Regions from separate parts of the Mus musculus genome. Here region 1 is linked to region 2. Evidence: chromatin contacts called from public promoter capture Hi-C data. All regions are on one chromosome and are shown on one strand. Each heading gives the region's core, a stretch centred on a gene start, on an enhancer-like site or on the middle of the called end of the contact. The rest is flanking DNA. Distances are from core to core; before and after follow the strand shown.

The links. Promoter capture Hi-C pulls out the DNA fragments that hold promoters and counts their contacts.
Region 1: a promoter capture Hi-C map of pre-B cells shows a contact between it and region 2, with 4 times the contacts expected there. The contact joins the promoter of Spryd7 here to the promoter of Mtmr6 in region 2. A contact is called at or near these places in 2 of 39 promoter capture datasets (the C10 cell line and pre-B cells), 2 of 484 Hi-C or Micro-C datasets (CD4 T cells and uterus), 1 of 115 datasets of contacts at active chromatin or transcription factors (thymic regulatory T cells) and 1 of 9 other capture datasets (adipose tissue).

The regions. Positions count from the first base shown.
Region 1 is chr14:61,553,636-61,559,386 of GRCm38.p6, forward strand. It overlaps Spryd7 (SPRY domain containing 7), which reads right to left and starts at 3,251. Exons shown (of 5, transcript NM_025697.4): 1 at 2,886-3,251. The coding sequence starts at 2,991. It also overlaps the pseudogene Gm4118.
Region 2 is chr14:60,260,714-60,266,876 of GRCm38.p6, forward strand. Mtmr6 (myotubularin related protein 6) reads left to right here and starts at 4,492. Exons shown (of 14, transcript NM_144843.4): 1 at 4,492-4,648. The coding sequence starts at 4,625. It overlaps Gm38641 (a long non-coding RNA gene), which reads left to right. Exons shown (of 3, transcript XR_874661.1): 2 at 1,392-1,712; 3 at 2,958-3,194.

The DNA of each region.
Region 1 (5,751 bases), core at 2,001-4,500, 1.3 Mb after region 2:
GTGAAACACATTTCCAGGGGTTATGCAAATAAATGATACTTTTTCTGAACTGATCTTTCACACAAACCCTGCCTCTATAATAATTTACTGCTTTTCATCTCATCCTTCAGCATGAAGTTAATGGAAATATGAAAAGATTTCCAAAACAATTAGGCTGTTTGGTGAGTTGGAACTTCAGAAACAACTCTAAGCACATTAGTTACTCTTACTTTGATATATTTCCTTACTGAGCAAGTTAATGCAGAAAGGTCTATATTTCAGAGATCATTTGAGGGTGTTTGTGAACCAGTAGATAATAACGTCAAGCTTTCTTCTCCTTAATTAATACAATGATATTCTGTATTTGGATCTAAGTAGCTCATATAGTTTTATTAATAACTGGTACTACTTTGAAAAGATAAATCAGATTTGAGTACAGATAGACCATTATATAAACACAGCCATAGAATGTGTGTTAATAAACATTAGAGATTTCCAAATGAATAGTGTCTTAGATTTCTATTGCTATGATAAAACACTATGACCAAAGCAATTCAGGGAAGGAAGGGTTTCTTTCACTTTCAGTTCTACATCACAATCTACACAGAAGGTAGATAGGTAGATCCTTAAGGCAGGAACCTAGAGGCAGAAACTGAAGCAGAGGCAGGCTATGGAGGAACTCTGCTTACTGGGCCCCTCCTCCTGCTTTGCTTAACCTGCTTTCTTACGCAACTTGGGACAACCTGCCATGAGCTGGGCCCATCCACAACAACCATTAGGCAAAAACAAACAAACAAACAAACAAAAAACCTCTACAAACTTACCAACAGACAACCTGGATGAGGCATTCTCTCAATTGAAGGCCTTCTTGCCTTTCAGGTACTCTAGCTTGCATCAAGTTGCCAAAAATAAATAAATAACAGTAACAAAACACAACCAGGATAGGTATATCCCTTTCAAAATAACTACCTTGAAAGTTACTTGTTCCTAAAAGACCAATTCACAATTATATGAATCAAAAGAAAAATATTTTTAAAACTTCAAAATGGTTTTAAGTAATGCAACATCATTGTTTAGATATGGAATGTGTATTTTTTTAAAAAAGAGAAAAAAAGGAAAGAAAGTGAGAAAACAAGTAGGGCATTGTGGTACACACCTGTAGACATGTGGAAGGCTGAGGTGGTGGTGGCTTGAGCCAGGAATTGAAGACAACCTGAGCAATATAGAGACTACTCTCCTTTAAAAACAAAACAGCAACCAAGAAACCAACAAAATAAATCAAAACGAAACTAGTATGAAACAAACAAAAAAGTCCAAATATATTCTTTTTTGGGGGAGCTGTCCTGGAACTCACTTTGTAGACCAGGCTAGCCTCGAACTTAGAAATCTGCCTGCCTCTGCCTCCCGAGTGCTGGGATTAAAGGCATACACCACCACGCCGGGCTCCAAATATATTCCTTAGGTTGTATAATTTTATGCTGAACACAAGCAGTATGTTTCCCATGTTTTCAAGTTAAGGCCAATCCGCATTTGAATCATTCTTCTAACTCAACACTTCTCTTCCTTTTTATTGTGATTCTCACATCAAGCTTGAAGGTAGTTTCAATTTATTGTAAAATAGGTTAAGAAAAAAGTTCCACGGAAGGGAAGAAATTGAGAGACCATATCCCGGTTCTTCACTCAGCACCTGAGGGTGCTGGATAGCACAGGAGAAAGGGAAACTGCAAAGATACAATGGGTCACTTAGTTCTTCCTAAAAGAAAAAGGCCAGGAATAAGGATTGTTCTACATAATAGACAGCACAGCATGGGCTCAAAAGTCACTACAGTCCTGCAGTCTTATCTCAGCCCTTAATACAGTATCTTATCACCTAAAAGTCATATTCATTGAGTGAATAAATTAAATAGAAATGTTTCCTGAGAGAAAGTACAAGATCTGAACATCCACTGTCTATAGTGATGGATAGGGGCTTAAAGGTATTTAGTACTGAAATTCTGTACTAGAGACTGTAAATTTGTGGTGGCACTGTACACCATAGTAAACGACGACTGCGTATAGTACTGCAATAGAAAATATAATGGGCAATGTTTCCAGACTTGTAGATTATCTGGGCAGAAAAGAGTTTTGTTGTAGATATTAAGAATGCTTGTGTTACTTAAATACAGTCTTTTAGACAATGAGGTATTTGGGGAAATCAAAAAATGCATTAGTTTATTGTAATAATACACAAAAAGACAGCACTCTAACTGAAATAATTATTCTGGGAAATCTGCCTGGATAATATTCCAGAAGCTTGGAAAGGGTCTAAGAACTGAAGTAATCCTATGTAGAAAAAGATGCTACAGGGGGGGGGGAATGTTGGATGAGAAATTATTATTAAATTAATTATAAAGCCATTGGGAACTGGAAAAAAATGGATGAGAAGGAGCACTGTTCTATTTTGCAATCGCTTGGCCCGATGGCGAGAGTCAGATAAAATTACAGCGTTCCCAACAGTGACTAAGGTGTCCAGCAATGGAGATTTTAGTGGAAGTGGCTTGTTACGACCTGAGGCTCTACTCCAGGCTTCTGCAACCGGCCCTGTTTGGGCTTCAGGAAGTGAGGGGAAAATTACTCCCCCAGAACAAGCTTCAGCCTATATTTGATAGTGCTGAAGACAGGACTCAGCAAACACTAGGTGACACTCGACACCCGGGCACTGATGGCGGGCGGGCGGGCGAGCGCCCCCGCTTCCTCACCTGGGAACACCTGACTCCTCTCTGAGAGATTCAGCCCTGGGAGGCTGGCACAGCCCATGCCCGATGACCGAGGCCAGAGAGGCCACAGGGGGCTGCGTGGTCACGTGGTCCCCGCCCCATTTCCCTCGGCCCTCGGTGGGCGGTTGGGTCCAGTCGGGAGGCCCTTACCCATGTGCTGCGTGTCCAACTGTACGGCCGGCATCTCCTTGAGAGGAATGTGGCCAGTCCCGCCGTCCCTGCAGCAGCGCAGGCAGCACCACGCCGACGCGGCCATGGCGTAGCTACACAGCCCCACCGCTCCGCCCGCGCCCGAGTGCTTCTGGGTCGCGGGAGCCTCGCAGCCCGCACAGCGACGCCAGGGCCGGGAGGCGAAGCGGAGACTGAGGCGAGGTCCCCCGGCGAAGGAGCGAGGACCGCCCGGAGGGGCGGGGCGGTGTCGGGAGGTGGGCGGGGCCAGCGGCCAGCCCAAGTCAAAGAGGGTGTGGCGGGTGGGCAGGGCGCTGTAGAGAGCCGAGCAGGGGCCCGGGCTTGACTGACTGAAAGAGGGCGGGGCCAGTGGCCTGACGCCTGGAAGAGGGCGGAGTTGGGGAAAAGGTCCGGGTTTCTGAAAGTGGGCGTGGCCAGTGGCCTGACTGACATGGGGTGGGCGTGGCGGCGTGCGCAGGCGTGCTGCGGCGTCCTCCCCTAGGCCCTGTGGCTGGCAGGTGAATGGTGGAGCTGAGAGTCGTCGGGATTCCCTGCGGCTGTGGTTGTTGCTGGTTTGACAGGGCCTTCTGTGCTGTTTATAGGGTCTGGAACTCCAGCCCTGACCGCCTCAGCCTCCGTAGTAGCTCCGTGCTGTGTCGGCGCGCTACTGGTAGCTGCCTGGGGCGGCTCCGCAGTGATTTTTAGGGATCGGCAGACCTCCTTTGGGCATGGAGCTAATAAAACGCCCGGGAGTTTTCCGTCGGAACTCTCCGGCTCTCCGCATCCTGCCACGCAGACTCCGAGGACCCGGTCTTTGGGTGTGCGGCGAGGCTCTTCGCATTTTCCATGCACCGGCGTTTATCATTGGGTTGATTGCTGCGTGGACCCAGGACTTGCAAGCAGTCACCCTTATGAGGGGACTACGGGAAGGGGTCGGGACAGGGCCGAAAGACGACTTTTTAAAAAGTCATTATTGTATATTCGTGCTCAGGACGTGCGTTCAGGCGCTCTCGTGCCACGGCAAGGTCTGAAGACAACTCTCAGAAATAGGTTTTCTTCCCCCTACCTTGGAGATCCGGGAATCGAACTCAGGTCTTCAGGCTTGCTTTCCGATCAGACAGTCTTACTCAGCTTTCTGGTGCACCAATGGTTCCTAGAAATGTGAAGGGAATGCCCTGAGAGAGGGTGAAGAGAAACTCAGCTCTTACGGGGGTCTGCTGCTTCCTATTACCATATCGAAGGAAGGCCCCAGTGGGGGTCACTTGTTATCTGTCTGTCGTTATCCCTCACACCCCATGGTGTCCCAACAGAATCTGGCTCAAACCTCTCTTCCAAGATAAGATTCCCACCCTGGAAGTTTTCTGGGTCTTCATCAAATCCTGGAAAACTGAACAAAAATTCCCAATTCTTTAGTAATGGTTTCCCATACATAACCTTTTAGTCACCTGAGTGTAAATATACTTTATTGAGATTTTTAGCCATAGGATGAGGGAAAAATTTCAGACTTTGGTTTCTTCTATTTATAAAAATATTTTTAGGGCTGGAGAGATGGCTCAGCAGTTAAGAGCACTGGCTATTCTTCCAGAGGTCCTGGGTTCAATGCCCAGCAACCACATGGCAGCTCACAACAACTGTCTGCAACTCCAGTTCCAGGGGATCTGACATCCTCAAACACCAATGCACATAAAATATAAACAAATACATAAATAAATATTATGATACTAAGGGAGATATCCAAGGCTTTTTTTTACTTTGAGACTTAGTTATTACAGAATTAATACCCAAAGTAATTGCTAAAATAATTTCAGACTATCCCCTCTCCCTCACTGCCTCTATATCTATTGAAGTACTCTTGATAATCCTCTCTTTCTCTCTCTCTCACTCTCTCTCTCTCTCACACACACACACACCACACGATAGACTTTTTGCAACATTTCAAGCTCAATACTGTCCCTACTTTATAGATGAAGAAATAGGTTAAATGACTGTGCAATTTCACAAAGGTAGAAAATATACAAAGTATGATACAAACCCCAGGGGTCCAACTCCAGCCCTTTATTTGCTTCACCACATCTTTTAGCATCTCAGATTTTAAAGTTTAAACTTAAAATTAAGGTTACAACCCTCTAAAAATATTCGGTTAAAAAATGCAAATTTGTGCTTCATTTTTTTTTGCATGTTTCATTAGTCTTCACATTAGCTAATCTGCTATAACATATGTAAATAAAATTTGTTTTATGTCCGACTTTCCAGGTAAAGATGGCAGAGCGCAGTTACAGCTTCTTGCTGACTACACTACATTCAGCCCATCTAGCAAGCTTGTCCAGATTGAATATGCTTTGGCTGCAGTAGCTGGAGGGGCCCCTTCAGTGGGAATTAAAGCTGCAAATGGCGTAGTATTAGCAACTGAGAAAAAAAGCAGAAATCCATCCTGTATGATGAAAGGAGTGTTCACAAGGTGGAGCCCATAACCAAACACATCGGTGTGGTGTATAGTGGCATGGGCCCCGATTACAGAGCACTTGTACACAGAGCCCGGAAACTTGCTCAGCAATACTACTTGTTTACCAAGATCCCATTCCCACAGCCCAGCTGGTACAGAGGGCAGCACCTGTGATGCAGGAGTACATGCAGGCAGGTGGTGTTCGTCCATTCAGTGTTTCTTTACTTATCTGTGGGTGGAATGAGAGACCACCGTCTTTATTTCAGTCAGACCCATCTTGCTTTGCCTGGAAGGCCACAGCAATGAGAAAGAACTATGTGAACTGGAAAACTGTCCTTGAGAAAAGATATGATGAAGACCTAGAACTGGAAGATGCCATTCATACAGCCATCTTAACCCTAAAGG
Region 2 (6,163 bases), core at 3,242-5,741:
CTGTCCACCTCTTAACCTAGGGTTGAGTTCATTTAGCTCTTATTTACAAAGAGCTCTTAGGTTAAAGGTGCCAGGGCTGAGCGACACTACAACAAGAAACAGGTTTTTTTCAGTTCACAATCTCAGGGTTCACAATGTGATCAAATATCCTGCAACAGCACAGACAAACACATATACATAAAAACAAAATTAATCCTAAAATTTTTGTCTGAATATTACTAACAAATAATAGAAATTCAACTTGAAGTTAAAAGTGGGAAGAACAAACTTTTTAAAAGAGAAATTTACTTTTTTTGTTATAGTTCTTTATAAATGATGAATATAAGTTAATGGACAGGTCCTGGAAATGTGATAGTCTTGGATATAAATCAAGGTTTAAAGGATATTTTTAATTAGAGAATCAGAAGTACATTACTCTCCATCTTCAAAAACAGAAAGGAAAGGGACCTAGCACTGTCTTACATTTGGTTGAATTGTACACAATAGACATATTTTGATGATTCACATTTTACCAACATAAGAACAGTTCTCAAAGAGAATAAGAGTTTGTTGGGGTCCAGGAGTCACTGCATAAGCCACATGAACACCGATCTCAGTCAGACATGGATAGTTTATTGAGCTATGCCCCAGGACTGATCAATCATGGCCACAGGTCAGTCGGGAGCTGGCTGCAATGCTGAATCAATTCGTTCCAAGTTATTCCACTCATCAGGATTTAGGGATAGGGGATTTCCCTAGGAACATGTCTTTGTTGTATATTTAATCTTACTCGCATTGGTTGGGGTATTCAACTGTACAGGGATCTTGTCTTGCCTAACATTCATGTCTTAACTTCCTACCAGGATGTCTGCTACCCATGTGCATGTCTTTCAGTTCCCAGGGAGGTCTTGGATATTTAAACTTTATTTGATCCCTATTCAAAGTGGATGCCTTATTCTAAATAGATGCAGGTGTCTCTCTTATGGTGGGGTCCATCCCAGGGACAGCTTATAAAGGCAAATACCTTAAAAGCTCAACATAGGTGCAGGAAGTGTTGCTGGGTGGTTGGTTCCTGCCCAAGCTTGTTATGACTGACTATAGAAAGCAGTTCTAACTTACTTCTATTGTGATTGTTTTCCAAGAACACCAAAGCACAGAACATCCTAGTAACAGCAGTAACAACATATGAAAAAGTTTTCTTATGACATTGGTAACCATACCAAACGTCAGGCTAGACAGATAACAGTTATTCAGACCTTAACATTTTATTTAGGCCTTAACAAGTTAATTCTAGAGCCAGATTCCCCCTCCTTTATAAAGCGTGTCTGCCATTAAACATTTGAACCTTGAGCAGACTAGTTGTCTTGGTTCTATTATTTCTCAACCCACCTAAGCTCCCTCTTTTCTTTCAGCTCCAGGTTGCCTCCCAGGCTTGAACCCGGACATGTGAGCCGCTAGCCGGCTCGCAACAATTTGGCATCCCACGCGGGGCCTGGGAAAGGCAGAAGATACTGGAAGAAACACTGCTGGTTTAGAGCTCCATGGAAGAATAAAAGAATTAAAGAAAATTTGTACCGGGGCACGAAGCAACGGGTAAAAGGTTGCTAAGGGTGTGGTACTAAGCTGGAACAGCGTGCTGACCCGTGCGCTGGATTCGCTTAGGTTCAGCAGTGATATCAGAATCTAGGAATGCAGCAGGCAGTCGGCCGCAGCTTTCAGAAGCTGCTTTTTAGGTGAGAGAAATGAAAGGGTGTAAATCAATGAACAGGCAGATGGCCGTAGTTGGAAACAGGCAGGAGGAAAGCTCCACTCTAGATAATCTCCTTAGTGGCAGCAAGGTCAAGTTCTGACTCAGCCTGCTTCAGGCTTAAGGGAGGCTACACATGTTCAAGGGACACATACCCAGGTTACCTCAAATACCATGCTATAACATGTTAGGAAATGTATGAAACTTTTATACTAATAGAACAAAGAATGTTATATGTCAAGCCATTTTGCAGCTATATCAGTGGAAACATCCAGAAGGCAGATTACAGCAAGGCAGACCAGTCTCTGCTTTGGTCTCAGATGCTCTCTGACAACAGTATTAGCCTTTGGGTTGGTGGAAGCTAGGGATCTTTTTTGTACATTCTAAAAGGATAAATACAACAGTCATAAGGGTGTTAGGTCACACGCAAAAATGGACAATAAGTTGGTGACTATTTGGGGGGCTAAAGATAGCTCACTATAACTTGGCTCCCGCTTCCTAATCAGATCTCGTTATTTGGCCAGATTCTTACTGATAGTTACTGCATTTCTGACAAACATTAACTTAAGTTCTCCTTTTAAAAATATGTTTTTGTGAAAGATCTCAAATTATTAAAAGAATTGCTCAATGAAGGAGCTAGAGAAAGGACCCAAGGTGCCAAAAGGGTTTGCAGCCCCATAGGGGGAACAACAATATGAACCAACCAGTATCCCCCCAAAGCTCCCAGGGACTAAACCACCAACTAAAGAGTACACATGGTGGGACTCATGGCTCCAGCTGCACATGTAGCAGAGATGGCCTAGTTGGTTATCAATGGGAGGAGAGCCCATGGTCCTGTGAAGGCTCTATGCTCCAGGGTAGGGAATGCCAGGGCCAGGAAGCAGGAGTGGGTGGGTTGGTGAGCAGGGGGAGGGAAGAGGGGATAGGGGATTTTCAGAGGGAAAACCAGGAAAGAGGATAACATTTGAAATGCAAATCAAGAAAATATCTAATAAAAATATGTTTAAAAAAAAAGACTTGCTTATGGAGGAAATGAAGACTAACCAAAACCAAATAAAGTTGATTGATAGAGCTTAAGGGTGGCCTGTTTGGAAATCTTTTAAACATTTTTAAATCGTGAACCCTTTTCAGCAGAAAAACTTTTATTTATCTTTGGTTATATAGGTACTTACAATAGGTGTACAAATCAAACATTTGCTGATAATATTTTGCTTGTTTGTTTTTGTTACAGTCTCACTATGTGGAACAGCATGCTCTGAAATTTACAGGCAACAACTTGCCTCTGTCTCTGAAGTGCTGGGATTAAAGTCATGCCCCAGCATACAAGGTAAATTTATTTTTACAAACAATTCTTTTGTACACATACATCTTTACTACTTAATTATGAGTAGAACAGAGATAGATATGTTTTTCTGATACAGCTCAATTCAAAGATACACTAATTTGATATATACTAAGGAATAATAGGAAAATATGAAAAGTTTTGCTTTCTGTAATCAAACTGCTCTTTCTATAAGAGTAGCAATGTTTGTACAAACTGTAAAGACACCACAATTCATAACACATAGTAGATGAAATCTGATCTGAGGCAGTTACTGTCATGAACACAGCAAAGTACAGTTGTAGAGATTTGAGACCCAAAGCTTATTCCAGAAGCAAAGCCAGAGATAGGCTGCGTTTTTAATCAAGTTTTGGTCAGCTCCTGGTCCCCAGGGTTGCCATGAACAGTTTAAAAGTGTTGGTTTAATTGAAAGGTCTTTTGCAGGAGGCAGCCAGAGAAGCAAGGAGAGAGCACACCAGCTACCCGTTAGGAAGGCAAACTGCCCATCCCAGCCATTTTTGTTTATTTACAAAAGACAAAGATCAGAAAAGTTTCTAATAAGAATTTAACAGATGGGCTGTTGAAATGGCTTAGTGTGTAACAGCACTGACCACTCTTCCAAAGGACTTGAGTTCAAATCCCAGCAACCACATGGTGGCTCACAACCATCCATAATGAGATCTGATGTCTTCTTCTGATGTGTCTGAAGACAACTGCAGTGTACTTATTTATAACAATAATTAAATCTTTGGGCCAGAGCGAGCAGAGGTCCCTAAATTCAATTCCCAACAACCACATAAAGGCTCACAACCATCTGTACAGCTACAGTGTACTCACATACAAAAAAAAAAAAAAAAAAAAAAAACAACAAAAAAAAAAAACTTAAACAAAAAGAACTTAACAGATAAGCCATCTTTCCAACCCTGAGCAATATCTTTCAAATTAAAAAAAGACATTCATGTAGCATCTTAAATTAAAGTGCAGCCTTATCTATAAGCCTGTAAGAGTAATATCCTGCCCCTTGGTAACAAAGACCATACAAAATGTACTCAAACTTAATACTGATAATCATAATAGAATTTAATAGTTCATTACAGGAGCCCAGTGCTCCATGAGTTTCTAAATGTAATTTAACCTGGAATTTAGAGGTATCCAGTCTCGCACTCACTGGAAAATTCCTTTTGGTCAGGAAAAGGAATATCTTTAAACCTAGAAAAAGCTTCTAGTCCCTCTTGCTGATCCTTGTCTAGCTGAACATGTGGGTTAGCTTGGTTGGCCGGGGCAATACCAGTCCTCCATCAGAGAGGGCGCTGTACAACAGGCCATGCATGTGGCCCAGCTAGCATACGCTCTCTATGGGCGACACTCAGCCGGCTGTCAGGATCCCCTCTGAAGCTAAGATTTGCGGAAGTGTTTCTAGGCGACAGAGCTCTCAGATGACGCCTGCGCAGTGCCACCGGCGGCGGGGGTGGCTGACGCTGCCGGGTTGAGGGAGTTCCTGCGGGTGGCTGTCACCGCCCCGTTTCTCTCCCGATGGTGCTCTCCTGAGGCCAGCTGCCTGCGGGCGTCGCCCCGGGATGGAGCACATCCGGACAACCAAGGTAGTCGGCGGGAGATCCTCGCAGCTGCCGGGGTCCATTGGGCAGAGGCGGACGGGCAGTTTGGGGGTGCGGGGCCTCCGTTGAGGGCCGGCAGTTTGGGGGTGCGGAGGCCGTGTGGACAGCGCAGGCGCCTTGGCAGGAGGTGCTTGGGGAGTCGGCAAACGGTGGCCGCCCAGCGAGCTTTGCTCTTTTGGACAAGACTGGGGCTGCTTTTTACTTTGGGGGATTTCGGCCGATCGCCGCCTGGCTCGCCCCCAGGCTGGTGGGTCCAGTTATCCATCAGTGCTGTGCTGTTCTTGAACCAGTCTTGCTCTGGTTTAAGTGCCCCGCCCGCTCTTTTCCGCGGTGCAAATATTAGCGCATCCGAGGCCACTCACTTTTCTAGTTCTCCAGACACTTAGAGTTGATACTTCTGTGCTTCCAACTTTAGGCATTGTCTTAAGTGTAGGGAGCCAACTTGACAGCAGTTATGCAGAAGGGGAAAGAAAGGCTGTGTCATATTGTAAAAGGTCCATGGAACTTTCCTATAACTGAGCTTGTTTGTCAAGTCCGTGCTTAATTTTTCTGTGTGAGAAGAATTCAGAGAATGGCCAAACTTCAGCCTCAGAAAGGGCCAAAACAGAAATGGAGATCAAAGGGCGTGAATGACCTTTTAAGATGAGGAAAAACACCTCTCTGGGCTTTGCCAGAGCCTTAACTGTCACTTACTGTCTGTCCTAAAGGTCTTAAAGTTACAGGTCATTTGGGAATAAACTGCATTTTTTTCTTCATTATTCTTTAAAACGCTTCACAGTCCTTGATGTTATGGATAACATAACATGAATTTTTGTTAGGATTTATTTTGGAGTTTGCCTATACTATTTGTAGGAAATGTGGAGGTGCTCCTCTTCCAAAATTTTGGTTTTTTTGAGACAAGGTTTCTCTGTGTAGCTCTGGCTGTCCTGGAACTTGCACTGTAGACTAGGCTGGCCTTGAATTTACAGAGAGCTATCCTCCTTTGATTCCAAGTGCAGGGATTAAAGGTGTGCACCACCACTGCTTGGCAGATTTTATTTATTTATTTAAAGAGAAGGAACGTTTAAGTTGCTGACATTTAAAATTTGAAAATGGGAGGATGATTCGATGTACAGCAGAGGGTGCTAAGGCAGGGAAGAGAATGAGAGTGAGCATGGGAGCCCTTCTTGTCCCTGTCACAGGGCCCTAACAGCTGTCGGCTCAGAAACTGCCTTCTACTCTGAACCTCATTGCTTGTTTGCTGCTGAGAATCTCTCTCTCTCTCTCTCTCTCTCTCTCTCTCACACACACACACACACACACACACACATCAGTGAAAGCAAACAGAATCCAGTGAACTAAAAACACCCTGATCACTAAGTGAGCACTGGTGGGAAAATCTAGATGATTCCCTTCATTAGTTACAAAATGACCTCCGTCAGTTTATGAAGAACCGATCTGGCCTTTGGGGTGTATAGCTGTCATTTTTATGATCTTGAAGGTTGTTCCTGATTAAACCTT